Linked DNA regions of Mus musculus: regions 1, 2, 3, 5 and 6 are each linked to region 4. The links are chromatin contacts, called in public HiChIP or PLAC-seq, Micro-C and promoter capture Hi-C maps. All regions are on one chromosome and are shown on one strand. Each heading gives the region's core, a stretch centred on a gene start, on an enhancer-like site or on the middle of the called end of the contact. The rest is flanking DNA. Distances are from core to core; before and after follow the strand shown.

What was found. Promoter capture Hi-C pulls out the DNA fragments that hold promoters and counts their contacts. A called contact is a pair of places that touch in the nucleus more often than the background predicts. HiChIP or PLAC-seq counts read pairs in DNA pulled down with a chosen protein or histone mark. Capture Hi-C pulls out chosen DNA fragments and counts their contacts.
Region 1: a Micro-C map of embryonic stem cells shows a contact between it and region 4, with 4 times the contacts expected there. The contact joins the promoter of Fam102a here to the promoter of Abl1 in region 4. A contact is called at or near these places in 1 of 484 Hi-C or Micro-C datasets (embryonic stem cells) and 1 of 115 datasets of contacts at active chromatin or transcription factors (pancreatic cancer cells).
Region 2: a promoter capture Hi-C map of pre-B cells shows a contact between it and region 4, with 4 times the contacts expected there. The contact joins the promoter of Tor1b here to the promoter of Abl1 in region 4.
Region 3: a contact with region 4 is called in a promoter capture Hi-C map of pre-B cells, with 2.2 times the contacts expected there. The contact joins the promoter of Slc25a25 here to the promoter of Abl1 in region 4. A contact is called at or near these places in 2 of 39 promoter capture datasets (fetal liver and pre-B cells) and 1 of 115 datasets of contacts at active chromatin or transcription factors (microglia).
Region 5: a contact with region 4 is called in an HNF4G HiChIP or PLAC-seq map of pancreatic cancer cells. The contact joins the promoter of St6galnac6 here to the promoter of Abl1 in region 4. A contact is called at or near these places in 1 of 39 promoter capture datasets (cranial neural crest) and 1 of 115 datasets of contacts at active chromatin or transcription factors (pancreatic cancer cells).
Region 6: a contact with region 4 is called in a promoter capture Hi-C map of liver. The contact joins the promoter of Dnm1 here to the promoter of Abl1 in region 4. A contact is called at or near these places in 1 of 39 promoter capture datasets (the C10 cell line), 1 of 115 datasets of contacts at active chromatin or transcription factors (pancreatic cancer cells) and 2 of 9 other capture datasets (embryonic stem cells and liver).

What each region holds. Positions count from the first base shown.
Region 1 is chr2:32,533,779-32,536,677 of GRCm38.p6, reverse strand. Fam102a (family with sequence similarity 102, member A) reads right to left here and starts at 1,319. Exons shown (of 11, transcript NM_153560.4): 1 at 446-1,319. The coding sequence starts at 591.
Region 2 is chr2:30,951,641-30,954,340 of GRCm38.p6, reverse strand. Tor1b (torsin family 1, member B) reads right to left here and starts at 1,340. Exons shown (of 5, transcript NM_133673.3): 1 at 1,118-1,340; 2 at 324-589. The coding sequence starts at 1,316.
Region 3 is chr2:32,449,970-32,452,740 of GRCm38.p6, reverse strand. Slc25a25 (solute carrier family 25 (mitochondrial carrier, phosphate carrier), member 25) reads left to right here and starts at 1,271. Exons shown (of 10, transcript NM_001164357.1): 1 at 1,271-1,674. The coding sequence starts at 1,417. Naif1 (nuclear apoptosis inducing factor 1) reads right to left here and starts at 2,284. Exons shown (of 2, transcript NM_194335.2): 1 at 1-2,284. The coding sequence starts at 302.
Region 4 is chr2:31,758,413-31,761,340 of GRCm38.p6, reverse strand. Abl1 (c-abl oncogene 1, non-receptor tyrosine kinase) reads right to left here and starts at 1,402. Exons shown (of 11, transcript NM_009594.4): 1 at 1,226-1,402. The coding sequence starts at 1,304.
Region 5 is chr2:32,605,625-32,608,388 of GRCm38.p6, reverse strand. St6galnac6 (ST6 (alpha-N-acetyl-neuraminyl-2,3-beta-galactosyl-1,3)-N-acetylgalactosaminide alpha-2,6-sialyltransferase 6) reads right to left here and starts at 1,404. Exons shown (of 7, transcript NM_016973.3): 1 at 1,278-1,404; 2 at 293-347. The coding sequence starts at 318. It overlaps Gm52551 (a long non-coding RNA gene), which reads left to right and starts at 488. Exons shown (of 2, transcript XR_003954025.1): 1 at 488-616.
Region 6 is chr2:32,351,707-32,354,579 of GRCm38.p6, reverse strand. Dnm1 (dynamin 1) reads left to right here and starts at 1,251. Exons shown (of 23, transcript NM_001301737.1): 1 at 1,251-1,531. The coding sequence starts at 1,371.

The DNA of each region.
Region 1 (2,899 bases), core at 70-2,569, 780 kb before region 4:
GCCACCTCCCGCAATCAAATCCAGGGAGTGCCTGGAACTGGGCTTTCCCAGCCAAGGGGAGAGAGCCAGAGAGCCCTGGCTGGCCCAATCTCTCAATCGTATGACAGCCACAGGAGCCAGCTTGGTGGCAAGGTGGCCTGAGACACCCTTACTTAATCCCTTAAAGTGAAAATCTCAGTCAGCTCTCTCCATACAAATCTGTAAAACGGGTGACTTGAAGAGTGCACGCAGGGCCCTAAAAGGTTTCTGGCTGGTCACCTGCAGACAAATGCCAGGCGCTCTGCCAGCTCACTCAGACCTAAGTCCTGCTTAGAGCAAATCTTTCCCCAGGCGGGCCCCTTGCCCATCCGTCCCTAGCTGAGTCTTCCACATTTGCCAAGTGGCTAGATCTCACTCATCAGCACTCCCCACCCTCCCCTGCAAACGCGAAAACCTCAATGCCTACCTGGACGACAAGCTGACAAAATCCCCGCCATCCAGCAGCCGGACCTTGCAAAAGAGGACCCCGTTCACGAAGGGGACCGCAGTCAGCTCCTCCAAGGTGAAAGTGGTTTGAAATTTAAATTTCTTCTTCTTCATCAAAAAAGCCATGAGCAAGTTCCCTGAGTCTGAAGCCCGCAGGGCCAAAAAGAAAAAGAAAAGAAAAAAGAAAAAAAGAAGGGGATACTAGAAAACCCCAGGATTCCTTTCCCGACACCACACCCCCCTCCTCAAAAACACCAGAGCTGGATCCAGTCCAGATGGCGGCGGAGGCTGCGGGCAGGAGAGGATCTGAGTTCGGAGCCCCAGGTCCAGTGAGCCGGCTGCTCTCACCCTCGGGGAACCCGGGCTCCACTGACATGTAAACAGCGAGGTGCGGCCCCGGCAGCGGGGGCTGGCGTGGAGGGCGGCTCGCAAGCGAGCAGCAGCATCCCGATCCGCGGGGCCCGGCGGACCGGTGAGACTGACGGAGACGGCCGGGCGAACCGCTGGAGACCCGGGCGGCGGCCCCGCCTCCGCCCCGCTGGCTGCCGTGGGAGGTGCCCAGGCGACGCACACGCCTCCGCACCTGGCGCACCGCGGCCTGCGCAGGTGAGGCCCCGGGAAGCGGAAGCCACCTCGGCGACCGACCCGGCTCTGCAGGGACCGCTTCGGGAGGCTCTGCCGGGCCGGGAACGTGTGCCGGTCCGCCTCCCGCTCAGTCCTGGGACCTACGCCGCTCCTGCCCTGCCCGAGTCTCAGGCGCCTTCCGACCCGGCCGGATGGCTTCTGCCTCGGTTAGCACCGCTGGAGCACAGCGGCGCCGTCGCCCGCACCTCCGGACGCAGCCGGCTGAGCCCGACGCAGCTCGGCGCTGCTCGGAGAATGCCGAAGCCCCGGCGCGACCGCCCGCGGAGCCGCGGCCGAGAGCAGCAGGGGCGGGGCGCGCGAGGCTCACAGCCAACCTGCGATTGGACAGGCCGACTGTACGAACACGAATTTCTATTGGCTGGCGGTGGCGTGGGGCGGGGCTCGCGGAGGCAGGGCCAGTTGAGGGCGCTCGGATTGGAGCGCTCGCGGGGCTGGACCCGCCTCCTTGAGAAGCGCGGTGGGGGGGGGTGCGGAGAGGCGGTGGGAGGTCGCGGGGTGTGGGGGCCGGCACTGGAAAGAACGGGAGGAGAGCGCGAGCCCAAGAAAAGGAGAAACAATGACTAGGGGAAACAATCTGGAAACTAGGGCTAGAACGGCCTGCCCGGATCCCGCCAAGACCTGAGCTCAGTGAGCAATGAAGCAGGCTGAGGAGGTAGCACCCCTGTTCTCAGGAAAACAATCGCAGAGGTGTCTCAAGACCTATGCAGGTCTTGCTCGCCTCTAAAAATGACAAGCATCTGTCCTGGCTTTGCCGCTCTTGAAGATCCATTGGAGCCCGGCAACCTTGTGACTCGGCCTGCCTGGTTCCAGGCTGTTATCTAAGGCTTTTGTTTAAAGTTTCCCGATAGTTATGGCAAAGGACACCTTGGGGACCTCGTACTCTCCAAACTATCGGCATTTTATGATTCTTTTTATCCAGGCCGCCAGTGTTTAGGAACTCTGTCCTGAGTCAGGCAGGCACCCAGTGGAAAGACTGGATCTGAGAGTCTGCTGAAGAACTCAAGTAGGGAGGTCAGAGGAGGCGTGTGCTTTCGGATTGGAACGGAAGTTCAAAGGATTCTGACACAAAGCCGGCCAAGCATCGGGGTACAGGCAGTGGCAGTCACTAGAGGCCTGCTGGCCCGGCAGCATGGTACTCAAAAAGTTTGTGGAGTATCCCTGGATGAATTCTAATTTGAGAGAACAGCAGATCAGGCTAGAATCTGGCCCAGTCTTGTAGACCAGAGCAAAGAAGGAGGCATCTCCTGGTTTTTTGAGCTAGATAGTGACTTGATTGTTCTGGCATCAGATAACTTGGAGGAAAGAAAATGGGGAAATGGGTGAGTGAAAGGCCGTTTTTGATCCGGGCAGGAGATAAGTTAAGGTCTGCTGGACTTCCCTGTGGAAAATTAAAGAGAGTTGGGCTGATTGGCATTTGAGATGTAAATTCTCTGCCGGACATCATGTTTGATACCATGCATGATATCATGTTTGGACATGTGCATGAAGACTTCCTGAGCTTACATTTCAGAAGCATGGGTGGCAATCTCTGCTCCTCATAATTGTCCCATAATGTGGAAAACGCAGTCAGATTGGAGATGAAACGAACCAATCCATCCAGACCTCCCTGATGTAGCTAGGCATCTCCTTTTGAAGGTGAGGAAGTAGAGGCCTGAAGGCTTTGTCTTTTAAAAAATAAATTACGTTTGTTGATATGATTGGGCACATGGCACACAGTGCAGTGAAGGGCAGAGAATAACTTAAGTTCTTCCCTTCTACCACGTGGGTCCTAGGGATTAAATTCAGGTCA
Region 2 (2,700 bases), core at 91-2,590, 810 kb after region 4:
ATAGATGCCTGTTGATCTCAGCCCTCAGAAAGCTGGATCCCTAACACCAAAGCCAGCCTGGACTACACGATGAGGCACTGTCTCAGAAAGTATAAATAAAGAGAGGCTAGGCATTTAATCCCAGCCTTTGGAGGGCAGAGGTAGGTAGATCTCTGTGAGTTCCAGGCCTGCCAGACCTACACAGTAAAACTCAGTCAAATAAATAGCAGAAAGCAAAGCAGAGGCCAGATGGAGCACTTCAAGGCAGAGAAAGAAAAGCAGAGGCCAGAGCTACTGAGTAAAGTACCCCAGGCATATGATCAAAAATCGGTAGGTTTTCTTGCCTGGTACACCTTTATCTTCTGCTCATGAGGGAAGTGCAAAGTAGAGACGAACAGGTGGACAAAGTTACTCTTCAGGCCTTTTGGATAAAGGTTTTCAGCCACAATCTGGCTGATAAAATTCTTGCCCGTGCCAGCCCAGCCGTGCAAGGACAGAGTCAATGGTTTCTTGGAATTTTTGTTGTTCCTGAAGCCAGTCAATGCCTTGAGAATCACTTCGGTGGCAAGGTGCTGTCCAAACAGCTTCTCTTCCAAGTCCAGCTTGAGGGCTGCGGAGGCCCGCACCGGAACAAAGAGAAAAACACAGGTTAAAAAAGTACCTGAGTCAGAGGCACAGTTAGCGACTGATCCAGCAGGGCCAGAAGGGATGAAAAATGCAGAGATCTCACAGATCAGAGCCAGAATCATAAGGACCTACAGTCAGATCCTTAAGTGCCAGTTCTCCTTAACATCTAAATGTCAAACAAGCTACACAGATTCTTTCATCCAGGGAAGAACCATTTGGCGGCTGTGCTCCGGGCTAGCTTTCCCGCCACCCCTGATGGCTCGAAAAAAAAACAAACAAACAGCAAGAGCAACAGGCGGGCTTTCTGGATGGAGCTCCACGCCTGGCACCCCCTGGCGGGGCGCACCAGCTGGCCCCGTTGCGTTCAGTTCTCCAGGTGGTCATTGCAAGGCCTGCAAAGGTGTGGCGAGGTCCCGGCCGTGTGTGTCTCCCGCGGCGCCGCATCCAGCAGGAGCGGGAGCCAAGCTCCCAGTGCCCTCCCGCCCGCCCCGACCGGCCCGCGGGCACATACCCGACGTGTTGAGGGGCCGTTCCTCATGGCAGCACTCGGTGAAGCGGCAGTAGAAATCGGTATAGGACAGGTAGCCGGTGAGCGCCGACACGGCCCCGATGGCGATGCCCACGCTTACGGGCTCGAACGCCCCCGCCACGTGGGCGGCCAGCAGCGCCCACAGGGCCGTGGAGCCCCCAAACGCTCCGATTCGTCTCATCGCACGCAGGGAAGCACCGTGCGGCTGCGCTCCGAGCGCAGGATTCAGTCCCAGGGACTGAACTTCCGGTACGGCGCTGTCACTTCCGCTTAGCTAGAAAGCCGCCTTGTTGGAAAGGGGCGGGGAGATTATTGTCACCAACGTTGTGAGTGTCAGGAAACCCTCTAGAGACCATTAAAGGAATTTCATTCCTATCTTTTAGAGGTCCTGTTTGTTTGTTGGTTGGTTTGTTATACAAACACACACACACACACACACACACACACACAGGAGACGGAGAGAGGGAGAGAACGCAGAGATGGATCAGTTGTTAGGGGCACTGACTAGCTCTTCCTGAGGACCTGGGTTCACTTCCAAGCACCCACATTCCTGTTTTGTGACGGTCTCTAACCAGTTCCAGGGGTTCTGCCACTCTCTTTTGGCCTCTGTAAGCACTGCACACACACACACGGGACACAGACATACACGCAAGCAAAACAATCATACACACAACATAATAAAATTATTGGAAAATTATGCACACATAAAAATCAAAAGCCCAGATTGGGCTCCCAGCATCCACATCTGGTGGCTTATGATTGCCTGTACCTCCAGAACTTTTCCTCCGAGCTTTGTGGGCACCTCCACGTATACGGTGCTGTACAGAAGCTCAGGCGTGCACATACATATAAGATAATACATAAATAAATAAAATAATAATAATAATAATAGCAACAATAATGTGTGCTTGTTGTGAGAGAGACAGGGCTGAGCACTAGGGATGTAACGCACATAGGGACACCTGTGGGGGATTCACAAGGGAGACAGACATTTGTCTATGCGCATACCACACAGTGGGCCCCAGGTTGCCCGCTGGGAATTCATCCATGGAGTAGAGTTGGTCCTGCCTTTCAGGACACACAGGCTGTAGGGGAGGCAAGCAAGGGGACAAGGACTACTGAGTCATCAAAGTCCAGGTACTGTGGGGCAGGGAAAGCCTTTGCCTATGCTGAAGATTAGAGGTATTAATCAAAAACCGACGAAGTTGGTCATGCAGAAAACAAGCAGTGGTGTGGTTTATGTAAAGAGTAGAGTTTGTAAACAGCCCGTCTGAAATGTGTGATTACTCCTCCACACGCCTTCATTATATCAACTTGATATAGAATTTGAAGCCACAGGCTTTTTTCCTTTTTGTTTGTTTGTTTGTTTGGGTGTTTTGTTTTGTTTTGTTTTTGGGACAGGGTTTCTCTGCGGAGCCCTGGCTGTCCTTGAACTCACTCTGTAGACCAGGCTGGCCTCGAACTCAGAAATCCGCCTGCCTCTGCCTCCCAAGTGCTGGGATTAAAGGTGTGCGCCACCACCGCCTGGCTGCCACAGGCTTTTAATAGGGACAATACAGCCAACT
Region 3 (2,771 bases), core at 22-2,521, 690 kb before region 4:
TCTTCTGTGGGCCCTGGAGCTTCGCCACCTTCTACAGCAGCTCGGACTTGGGCAACCTTGCGACGGACCTCGGTCTTGAGGTCGGACCACTTCTTCTTGACTTCGGGCAGCTCCCTACGGCAGGTGGCCACAGCGTTGACCCTTCTCAGGATGCCATGCCAGGCTGCACTCTTGGCAGCCAGAGGGACCCCAGCATTGAAGTGGTTCACCAGCAGGTGCTTCTTCAGTTCCAGTTCCTCCACGATGATCTCCACTTCCCGCTCTGAAAAGTTCATCTTCCTCTTCTTGGCTGGGACAGCCATGGCCTCCCCTTTCCTCTCTTTTTAAAGAAATTATAATGCTCTTAACAGCCCCAATTTCTCTTCTCTTCTTCCTCAGCCTCGCCTCTCTTTCACTCCCACCCCCTTTAGGGGGACAGGCAGGGCTTGTTCAAGGCCAAGTACCAGGCCTTAAGTAACCCCCCTCGCTACGCAAAGTGCGTAGGGCCCAGCCCTGACCGGCCCGACCGCCGCCAGCCAGCTGCGTAATGGCTTCCTGAATCTGCCTCTTCCGCTGGGGTGTGCGGAGATCCGCCCACTTCCCTTCTTCCCGCCCCTCGGCACATCCCTGAGAAGCCCCGCCCTCCAGGTTTGGCGTGGCTCAAATATCTGGCCGATCACTGGCTCTCCAGGCCTGCCATTCCTCCTAGAGGACACACCTCTTTGCTAGAACTGGCCTGGTCATTGGTCTAAAGTCTTGTCTGTCGCTTCAGGATGTCCGCCCACACGGACATTATTCACTTCCATTGGAAAAGCAGACTGTCGTTCAGTTCGTGTCGCGACTATTACGTTGTAAAATTCAGTTGTTTTATTGGCAGTTTAGAAGACTCCTAAAGCTTAGCCTCCTGATTTTGATTCGTGTTCTCGGTTTCGAGTCGTCAGCCCGTTAAATTTTCATTTTATTCAATGGTGCTGTGTTTTCTAACTTCAGTCCACAGTTACCCTCATATACATTTCATTTCCACTGTTAGCTACGATCTCTCCTTACACAACGCTCCTCTCAGCCTCATCATTCCGCAGTCTAAATAGAGCTTCTGAATGGGAATTGGACACAAGGCTTTCTGCTTGCCTATTACCCAGCTTCAGCCAATCCCCGGCTCCCTCAGTTTGAATCGCCTTCGAGCTGGCACGGTGACTCCGCCCCCTCATTGATCCCGGAGCCGACATACCGGCCTATGATTGGTCGGCAGTGCGCCAGAGGGCGCGGTCAGCGCCTCTGCGCGCCGCGGGGCGGGGCTCCCGGAAGCGGCCCCTCCCTCCAGTCGGCCGGCTTCTCGGAGCCCGCGCTCGCTGTCTGAGGAAAGCCGGCGTGCTTCCGCGCTCGGGTCGCTCTCCTGCCGCCTTCAGCCCGGCGTCCGGCGCCCCCGCCTCGCGCCCGATGGTGAGCAGTGTGTTGTGCCGCTGCGTGGCCTCCCCGCCGCCGGACGCCGCCGCCACCGCCTCGTCGTCCGCCTCGTCGCCGGCTTCTGTAGGGGACCCGTGCGGCGGCGCCGTCTGTGGCGGCCCGGACCACCAGCTACGCCTGTGGAGCCTCTTCCAGACACTCGACGTCAACCGCGACGGCGGCCTGTGTGTCAACGACCTGGCGGTGGGGCTGCGGCGCCTGGGACTGCACCGCACGGAGGGCGAGCTCCGGGTAAGTCTGCGTGCGCCGTCCGCGCGGGCGGGGAGGATCCGGGAGGTCTTGAGGAGAGAGACCGACGCCAAGGGGACGGGTCGGGACCGCAGGACTTCTCGGGCTGCTTTCTGTAGCCTGTCAGGTTTCGACGGACGCTGCTAGAGCTGAGCGGAACCCCTGGTGTTGGGGGGGATAGTGTCCCTCCACTGACAGATGGAAAGGAAATTCACACCTTGTTAGTGTGGGGCTCCTCAGGTGGGAGATGGGGCCGTGAGAAAAGCTCGTCGTGGCTACAGATGGGCACCCTTGGGTCTCTTTGATGGACAGAAAGCCCCCTCTACTTCCCTCTAGATAGAAGGACAGATAGATCTCAAGATTGCCCTACGGACCTCAAGGCCAAGTTGGTGCCCATCCTCCCTCAACACCTAGGTTCCTATCCACCCATTCTCATTGGCACCCCTTGTCTGTCTGTCTGTCTCTCGCTCGCTCGCTCTTCTCCCCCCACTCTCGTTTCCATGCCACCGGTGCCTCTAATCTGGTTGCTCACAGAGACATGTGGGTGTTGGGGAAGAAAAAAATGGGAACTGGGGTTCTAGGCAGATCAGTGTGGATGTGGGTGATGAAGACTGAACAGTTCTTTCTCATGGCTTAGACCCAGCCCCCCACTGCTGTTTCAGAACACTGGGTCATGATCCCTTTGTCGAATTGGAGTGCGAATATGTTAAAGAATCTGAAGAAAGATTCTTTTTTTGTTTGTTCGGTTGGTTTTGGGGATTTTTTTTTTCTAGACAGTGTTTCTCAATGTAGTCCTGGCTGCCCTGGAACGCCCTCTGTAGACCAGGCTGGCCTCGGAATCAGAGATCCACCTGCCTCTGCCTCCTGAGTGCGCCGGGATTAAAGGCCTTTGCCACCATCGCTCAATTGGAACTTTTTTCAAAAAATGAAAGTTAGATACATCTAAGGATATTTGTTGGCTGGAAAGGGATGGGCCAAGACTGGGAGACAGGGGTGGAGAAATGGCCATTTCTGGGTCTGCAAGAAACAGAACTACTATCCTTCCTGCACAAGAAGCCCTGAGCAGTGGCTTTTTCTTCCCTTTCTGTTTCATGTTGGTT
Region 4 (2,928 bases), core at 153-2,652:
GGAGAAATGTGCGGAGAGTGTGGAGCAACTTGGAAAAAATAAGCAACGCATTAACTGAGGATGATTCTGGCCGCTCAGATGCCAACTCTGGGGACAAATAAACCATCTCCCTCCCTCTAAGTGGTAGGCCCTGAGCTCATGCCATCCACACCAAGCTCCTCTCAGGAATCCAGGCCCTGAAATCCCCGGAGGGGCTGAAATCTTACTGTGACTTATAGCGAAGTCCCTTATACTCCCTTCTAGCAAAGGGAGAACATCCTCTACCCGAGCTGGGCACCTAAGTCTGAGCTGGGTCATGTGGGGCCCTGTAGGTCTTTGAGTCAAAGACTTGGAAGGGGGGTCGGGGAAGCAGGTTAGATATTGAAAAGCCTTCAATTCTTTACAATTCAAAACAGTAGAAATCCAAATTGCTCTGAAGAAAACTTTACATTTTTACTCCTATCTTAACTCTTACATGAAACAGCCAGAAAAGCCAGGGCACCACACATCTGTGAGTGCTTCTGCCCTTCTGAAGAAGGCAGCAGTCCCCACAAAGGTCAGCTATACTCTAACAGGCCTGGCCACAGCCGAGTCCCCAGCACTCACCACTCACCCTTTTCCCTTGCCATCCTTTTAGACCCAAACACTAAAGACAACAGGAAGGAGGCATGGAATTGGAGGAGCAGGGTAAAGCAGGCAAAAGCAACAGGCTCCTGGCTCTAAGTTTATGCAAAGAACAAAACATGAGGGGCTCCCTCACCAAGCATCAAACTGGAAGCTCTCAAAACTCCTGGAAATACAAGCAAAACCATTCTTTCTCTTCTAAAAAGAGACAATCCCCAAGACCTCTTCATGGTCTGCAGAAAGGTGGGGGTGGGGGTGGAAAGTTCACATGAAATTCTGTACCCATAAATGGTAGAGCGGGATCCCTTTGTACGCGGCACTTGGTGTAGGTCCACCTTTGTGACATACAATTCCCAGTTGGCAGTGGAAACACCACAACGTGGGCTCACAAGGACCTTAAGGCCTGTGGCACTGACTTTTTCAAACTTTCTGGGCAGGAGCCACACTATGCGCTTGGGCCCCGCCAGCGCCAAAGCCGCGGCTCTCTCTCTCTTTCTGGAAGTCCGAATGAGCCACCAGCACCCGCAGAGGCCTCAGAGGGAGAAGACTGGGGACCTAGAACACACAGGGCACGGGCGGGCAGGACAGTCCTGGTGGGCCCCGCGCCCAGGCCAGGATTTACCTTCCAGGTAGCAGCTGGAGGACGAAGAGAGCCCCTTCTTGGATTTGCAGCCCACCAACTTCAAACAGATCTCCAACATGGTCCCGTGGCCACGGCGAAGGCCCCACCACCCCGGGCCCCCAGCCCCGCCAGGCCGCGCTCCCAGCAGGCCCGCGCCCAGGCCCGCGTCCCGCCTCCCGCCTCCCGCCTAGGCCGGTAACAAAGGGCCCAGCGCCCCGCCCCAGCCGTCCCTTAACCCCTTCCAGGCCAAGGGAAGGCTCCACGCCCTCCCCAGCTGCGTAGCTGCGCTGGCGTAGCCCCTGCCCCTGCCGCGTGTCCGGGAAGGTCGGTGGAAATGCAAATTCCTCTCAAGTTACCAGGACTGGTCTCGGGGAGCGACTGTGATTAAACCTAAAGTGGGTATCTGAGGAATGTGAACAGTCAGGGCTGGAACCCACAGGAATACCGAATACCGGACGCGGGTCCAACCACCCATTTAGACCTGGAGTTGTGAGTTTAAGCTTAGGGAAATGTCTCTATGGTGCGTGTTCATTGTGGGCTGGAATGGCGGTCCTTCCTGACCTCATTTTTACAAGAATTTCCCCTGTTTTTGGTGCCACAGGTAATGTTTGAATCCATTTCACGGTGAGTTTTTGTTTTCCTAAACGCTAGCTCGAGGTTACCAACAAGATTTTAACTAAGCAATGGTCACAGCAGTGGACTACTGGCACTAAGTTGGTGGGAAACAAGGACCCCAACTACAACAAATCTAATAAAAACTCACCCAAGTTCCAATGACAAGGGAAAAATAAACTTATGAAATAATGTCACATAACTAAAAGTCTGGTCCCCATCCTTGCACTTGAAGAGCTGACTGTCCCAGGATGGTTCTCTGAGAAGTGCTCCATGTGCCTTGGTACCCAGAGGGTGCGTGCACCTAATCCTGTGAGGAAAGTTATATCATGACCCAGATTCTTCATGTGAGAACAGACACTCCAGAAGGTCACATGGTGGAAACCAGAAGACTCAACTCAGTCAGGGTCTGCCTGGTTCCAAAGTTTGGTCTCTTGGCTTCTAAGCAGACTGTACCGGATAGCTAGATCCATGACAAAAGTTATCACCTGCCGGGCGTGGTGGCCCACGCCTTTAATCCCAGCACTCAGAAGGCAGAGGCAGGTGGATCTCTGAGTTCGAGGCCAGCCTGGTCTACAGAGTGAGTTCCAGGACAGCCAGGGCTATACAGAGAAACCCTGTCTCGAAAAGCAAAAGAAAAAAAAAAAAAAAACAGTGCCATGACTGTGCCTGTGACAGGCCTCTCAGCCAGGATGTCACACACTTTTCGTGCTAATCAACCCAAAAATGTGTCTGTGCCAAAAATGTGTCTGAAGCCAAGTGGACCTACTTTGCTGCCAGAACAGGCCTCACAAGTACCCAGGGGACTTTCAGAACTCACGCCATTCAATCTCCTGGAGAAAAGGACCAGAGTGCCCAGGAGGCAAGGGTACCAACTGGATACTTTCCTGATCCTGGGAGACCATTTTCTGTGAGAGCCCACATGCTGACTAGCGCTGTCTTGATCCTGCCAACCTCTCCATGATTCCATGATGCCGACCGTAACACTGAGGGGGTGCCACCAGTACACAAATGATGCCGACCGTAACACTGAGGGGTGCCACCAGTACACAAATGCTGCCGACCGTAACACTGAGGGGTGCCACCAGTAC
Region 5 (2,764 bases), core at 155-2,654, 850 kb before region 4:
AGAGTCGCCCCCATTAACCCTGACACCTCCAGCATTCAAAGCTCCCCTGGGTCTGGCCACAGCTCCCAGACAGACCACCGTCTTACTACCCTGTCTTGCGCATGCCCCGTGCTCCAGACACTTGGAGCACTCCAGGTCCCAGGCCCACGCCCCACTTTCCCACCTTTGCCTGAGCAGTGCCCTCAGCCAGGACTACGGTTCCCCCGGTCAGGCCCGTCACGGTCCTGCTCTGAGAACGCCATGGTCAGAACAGCGTATCAGGTGCCAGTGCGAATGTCGGGTCCACACTTACTGGCTGGGGGGCCTCGAGCAAGCCATGTGACCTCTCTGAGCCTCAGTTTCCTCATCTGTGAAATGGGAATAAGAACTGGTAACTCCTGGGGCGACTGGAAAGATGCATGCATTTGTGAAAAGGAGAGCCGAAGGCTTGAAAGTACTATATCAGAAATCCTAAGCCTTCGGGTTACTCCGTTCAATGCCCGCCCCTGCACAAGCCTGTCCCAGAAACAATCCTCCCCCTCTTGACCCCAAGCCGGGGACTTCCCTTATATTACGAAACATGCTCCGGAGCTACGCAAAGCATCGCCTGCCTACACACTTTTCAAGGCAACGCCTGGTAGGTGCTCTTGCTCCCCATTTCACAGATGAGGAGACTGAGGGATCAGAGAGGCAACGCGCCTCGCAGGGAGCAGGAGCAAGCGGGGGAGGGGGGAATCTTGTAGTGTTTGTTTACAGGGCGGAGCCTGAAAGGGTCTCCCGGGAGGGTCCCCTTGTAGCCTGTGCGTGCGCCAGACATCTAGTTCGGCTCGGAGTGGCCAGGCCTGGTGGGGAGCTGCTGACTCCGCTGGGGAGGTGGCAGCCCAGAAGCCTAGACTCAGCTCCAAGGCTGGACCTGCGGAGGCTGAGCTCTGGGCTGAGGGTGAGGGCCGCACCCTGAGCTCGCTCTGGGGCTTCTCCAGGTGACGGGAGCAGGGTACCCCCGAGTGCCTCGTGAGAGGCTCAGCCCCGCTCCCCATCTTCTGCCGCTGCACCCTAGGGTCAAGCATCCTATCCTGACCCCGGCTCTGCAGGGGAGGGGTGCGGGGCCGCGGCAGGGTCGCCCCATCTCCAACACGAGAGGCCCAAAGAATCCCGCTAGATCTCGGGGTGCAGTTAGCAAGCAGAGTGGGTCTCGGGGAGCCCTGGGGCTCCCCCCTTATCAGCGGCTCCCCACTGCCGAGGCGCAAGCACAAGCCCCCTCCCGCTCTGCTGCCCGCCCCCGCGCAGCACCGGCTCACCTCCGCCGGGGAGCGCCCGGCCCCCCGCGGCCCCCGCACCCCGTCACATGGCGCCGGGAGCCGAGAACCGGGGTCCGCGCCGCTCTGGCCGCCCAGGCCCCGCCGCAGCTCCAGCCCGCCGGGTCCTAGCGCCGGCGCTCGCAGTCCCGTTAGGGCCGAGCGAGAGGGCGGAGCCTCAGGCTGCGGATGGCCCCGCCCCAGGGAGGTGCCAGAGAGGAGAGACGCTCTCCCACAGCACCCTCGTGCCCCGCGCCCCATCCCAAATCTCATCCATTTCTCTCTCTCCAAATGGACACCAGGACCTCGGATGGGGAATCCGAAACGCGGAGATCACTGGGTTCGAACTCTGGTTATTAATTACCTGGACTCCCCCTCGTAGAGACCCAGTAACCATCCCCTAGGCAGCTTGGTACTTCATCTCCTTATCTCCGGAAAATGGAGAGAGCAACGTTTGAAAACGTAGCTTTTGATGGGCCTGGTAGCTTAGAGGCCTGCACCCTACTTAGGAGATAGAAGAGGGCGGAAGACTGTTGCAAGTTCAAGGCCAGCCTGATAGACATAGTGAGTACCGGGCCGGCCAGGGGTACATGGAGAGATCTTGGCTCAACTCTCTTCATCCTACCCTCAAATATTCGTTGCACTATTTTATGTGACTAAAAGGAAGCAATCTGGACCCAACCAACTGGATGGCTCAGCAGTTACAAATACTGGCAACTCTTCTAGAGGACCTGGGGTCCACTCCCAGCACAGTCCTAGGAGGATCTGTCGCCCTCTTCTGGCATCCATGGGTACTGCACATATATGTGGTACACAGACATGTGGAAGCAAAACATCCATACACATAAAATAAAATGAAAAATTAAAGAAAAATGCAACCTGAGGGCTAGGGAGATAGTCAATATGTCAGACTCGATGCCGTGTTCTGCTTCTGTCTTTCGAAACAGGGTTTCTTGGTGTAGCCCTGGCTGTCCTGAAACTTGCTCTCTAGACCAAGCTGGCATTGAACTCACAGAGATCCCTCTGCCTCCCCAAGTGGTGGGATTAAAGCCGTGTGCTACCCCCGCCCAGCGACGTCACGTGTTTGTAATCCCCATTCTGGGGGTGGGAAGAACAGGAGACCCCTCCAGCTAGCTTACCCTTTCTGGGCCTCCCAGGTCAAGGAAAGAACATTGGAGGCTGACCTTTGGCCTCCAGACATCCAGGGATGTGCATGTATGGACACAGGGATGTGCATATGTAGCCTGTTAGAAAGCTGGTTACATAAACAAAGACTGCCTACCCATAGTGTTCTAAGAGGCTGGGAACGAGGGTTAACGTGCATGCCTGAGAGGGTGATGGGGAGATTTAGGAAGAGAAAGCATGTTTAAAGAGTTCTGTTTTGTAATTACTTAGGAAAACATCATAGTAAAACTTTCCATTCCCCACCCTAGGTACCTATTAGGTCCTGCAGATGTACACAGTGAAGGTCACAGCTGGACAGTTTGAAA
Region 6 (2,873 bases), core at 2-2,501, 590 kb before region 4:
GTATGAGTTAACAACACAAGCCCTGCCCCAGCCCTGCTCTCCACTCATCACCCCCGGAAAGAGTCATATTTATTGGCATATGACCCCTCCCTTTTCCACTTGACTTTGAGCCACTTGTAGGTGGCTTGTCACTGCCTTGTCTCTGGGGTCTAGCGGGAGCTAGCCTGCTCAGCAACCACACATTCAGTGGGTGAAAAAAATGGATAGTCTCTAATGCCTAGGGCACTTCCCTAGTCTCAGAACATAGAAGTGACCCGATAACCCTCTCTTTCTTGGCTTCTTTGTCAGGAGTCCTAACTAGGTCCTTCTTGATGCAAAAGTGAGTAGCCGAACCTAGATCCAACTATCTGTCTGTGTGAAAAGGACAGGCAAGTATGGCTGCAAGAACCCCTGGTTTGAATAGCACTATTTGCCACTCTGGGCCTGGCGCTCATCCTCTTGGAGCCTTAGAGTTCAAGACAAGAACTTTTGCCTCTCCTCGGCAGCACTTCCTAGGTATTGGGGCCTTTGCACTTCCTGTCCACTCCATCAGGGTGTCGGGCCCCTTCTTATCAGTTAGGTTCCCTTTCAAAGGTAATTTCTTTGGAAAACCTTTGCCCCCTTCTGGCTAATGTGACTTTCCAAGCCCTGTTGGTTTTCTCTGTTTCTTCTAGTACAAACGCTCTTCTGTGTCCCGTCTATCCCACCACCTGTAAGATCTCTGAGTGTAAAGTCCCTAGCTGTTCTGCCGAGTTTTGTGTCTGTAAACTTAGGAAGGGGTCTAGCTTATCATGGGCTCCTGGTAATTTGTTGAATCAATGGTTTTTCTTTCTTCCTCCTAGAACCAGAAACACTGAGGCCCCAGGATAGGAAGGAATATGCTGCAGATTTTTGATTAGTGTCAGAACCTAGACTAGAAAGGCTAAGTGGACTAGGGTTGACTTTGGTCAGCTGACTGCAGCAGCCTGTGGGTGCCAGATCTTCCCTCTAAGGCCTCAGTTTCTCCACTGGGAATAACTGCTGAAATGAAGTAATCATGACCACCACATACTAGCCCATTTCTAGAGTTAGCACCCCTAGCCATCACCAAAAGTATTATCTTCGGTGCAGCATCCGTATCCCAGAAACACAGGTAAGTCTCCCGAAAGCCGCAGAAGAAGAAAACGACAACACCCATGGCGCCCCGCGTTGCGTCTGCGCATAGTGACCAGTCCGCGAATCCCCGCGCGCCATCTAGCGGCGGCCTGGAGAAGCGCTCCGCTCGGATCCCCGAGGGGCGGGGGACCCGCGGCGCACGCAGTCGGGATATTCGGCTGCAGCCGCGAAGCCGGGGGCCAAGAGCCAGAGCAGGAGCGGCGGCCGGATCGCAGCCCGCCGGGCCCGCCGCAACCATGGGCAACCGCGGCATGGAAGACCTCATCCCGCTGGTTAACCGGTTACAGGACGCCTTCTCCGCCATCGGCCAGAACGCGGACCTCGACCTGCCGCAGATCGCCGTGGTAGGCGGCCAGAGCGCCGGCAAGAGCTCGGTGCTGGAGAATTTCGTGGGCAGGTAGGAGCGGCGCGGACACCCGCATCACGGTGCCCCGGGTCCCCACCCCGGGATCCGACGGTCTGGGCGCTGCTCTAGCGGACCGAGCGCCCCCGCCCCCCGCTTGAGTCCTGGGGTCCGCAGCGCCCCCGCCAGCCCGCGGATATCAGTGGAGTCCCCCCACTCACGCCCCCTCGTTCACCCCATCGTCTGTAGAGCGACCTCGGCAGAGAGCTGTCCTTGATCGCCAATACCCTCACCGAGGGGGCCCACATTACTCAGCGCCTCACTGGGAGCTGAGAGCACCCAGAGGGCAATATCCCCTTCCTGGGCTCCTTGGAACCCGCTCTGACCCCATGGGAATTCCTGGTCGTGACAGGGGACAGCCCCCTCCCCCAGTCCCTAGAAAAGGACACAGCCCCATAGGCATCGGAGACCAGGCACAACCCCCCCACCCCGCACACGCACAGGCGCGCGCGCGCGCGCGCGCACACACACACACACACACACACACACACACACACACACACACACACACACACCTCTGCGGCTCCCGCCGCCATCCGTGCGCAGAGAGGCAGAGGGGGAGGCGCGGGCTGCGGTGCGAGGAAAGGAAGGGGGGGGATGGCAGCGGGAGGAGAAGCGGCCTGTGAGCCTCTACGGAGCAGCCTGCCTTCGCTGCACCCCTTGGGAAGGGGCTGCTTGTCAGCGTCCTCCTCCCCTGGCCTGGCAGAAGGGTTGTGATGGAGAGAAAAGGCGGCAGAGGGCAGAGATGACTAAGTCCAGGAGGCAGGATGGCGAGGAGGGGGGTGGTGAGCCATTGCAGAACCTAATCCTCCTCTGGCCTCTGATCCCACAAGGCTCTGGGAAGGCCAGGTGGCAGAGTGGAGGAGAGCCTTAGAGACAAAGGGTCTTGGACTTAGAGGGGGCAAGCAGGGTCGTGACCCCCCTCCGCACCACCTCCCTAGGCTCCTTTGGAGCTAGGGAAGACAGAAGTGGCATTTCTGGTTCTTAGAAAGAGCAGCTCATTCTAAGCTCAGGTGCACTCTGGGAAGGGGACTGCCAGGACCAGAGAGGATGCACCAGTGCTAACCTTGACCCCTCACCCGCTAGGTGCAAGCTCTCATCTTTCTAGAAAGTCTTGCTTTCTTGCAATGACCTTCATGGCTAAGGAAATGACAGGCGTGAGGGAGAGGGAGGCGGCGGCGGCCCCTCCTTCCAGAGAGGAACAAGCATTCTGTGGGGTGACAGCTGGGTCTAAGCCAGGTGCTGCTGGAAAACCTTGGGCAAGTCACTTGCCTTTACCAAACCTCAGTGTAGTATGGACAGACTGGAGGGTTGATGCCACCACTTACACGTCCTG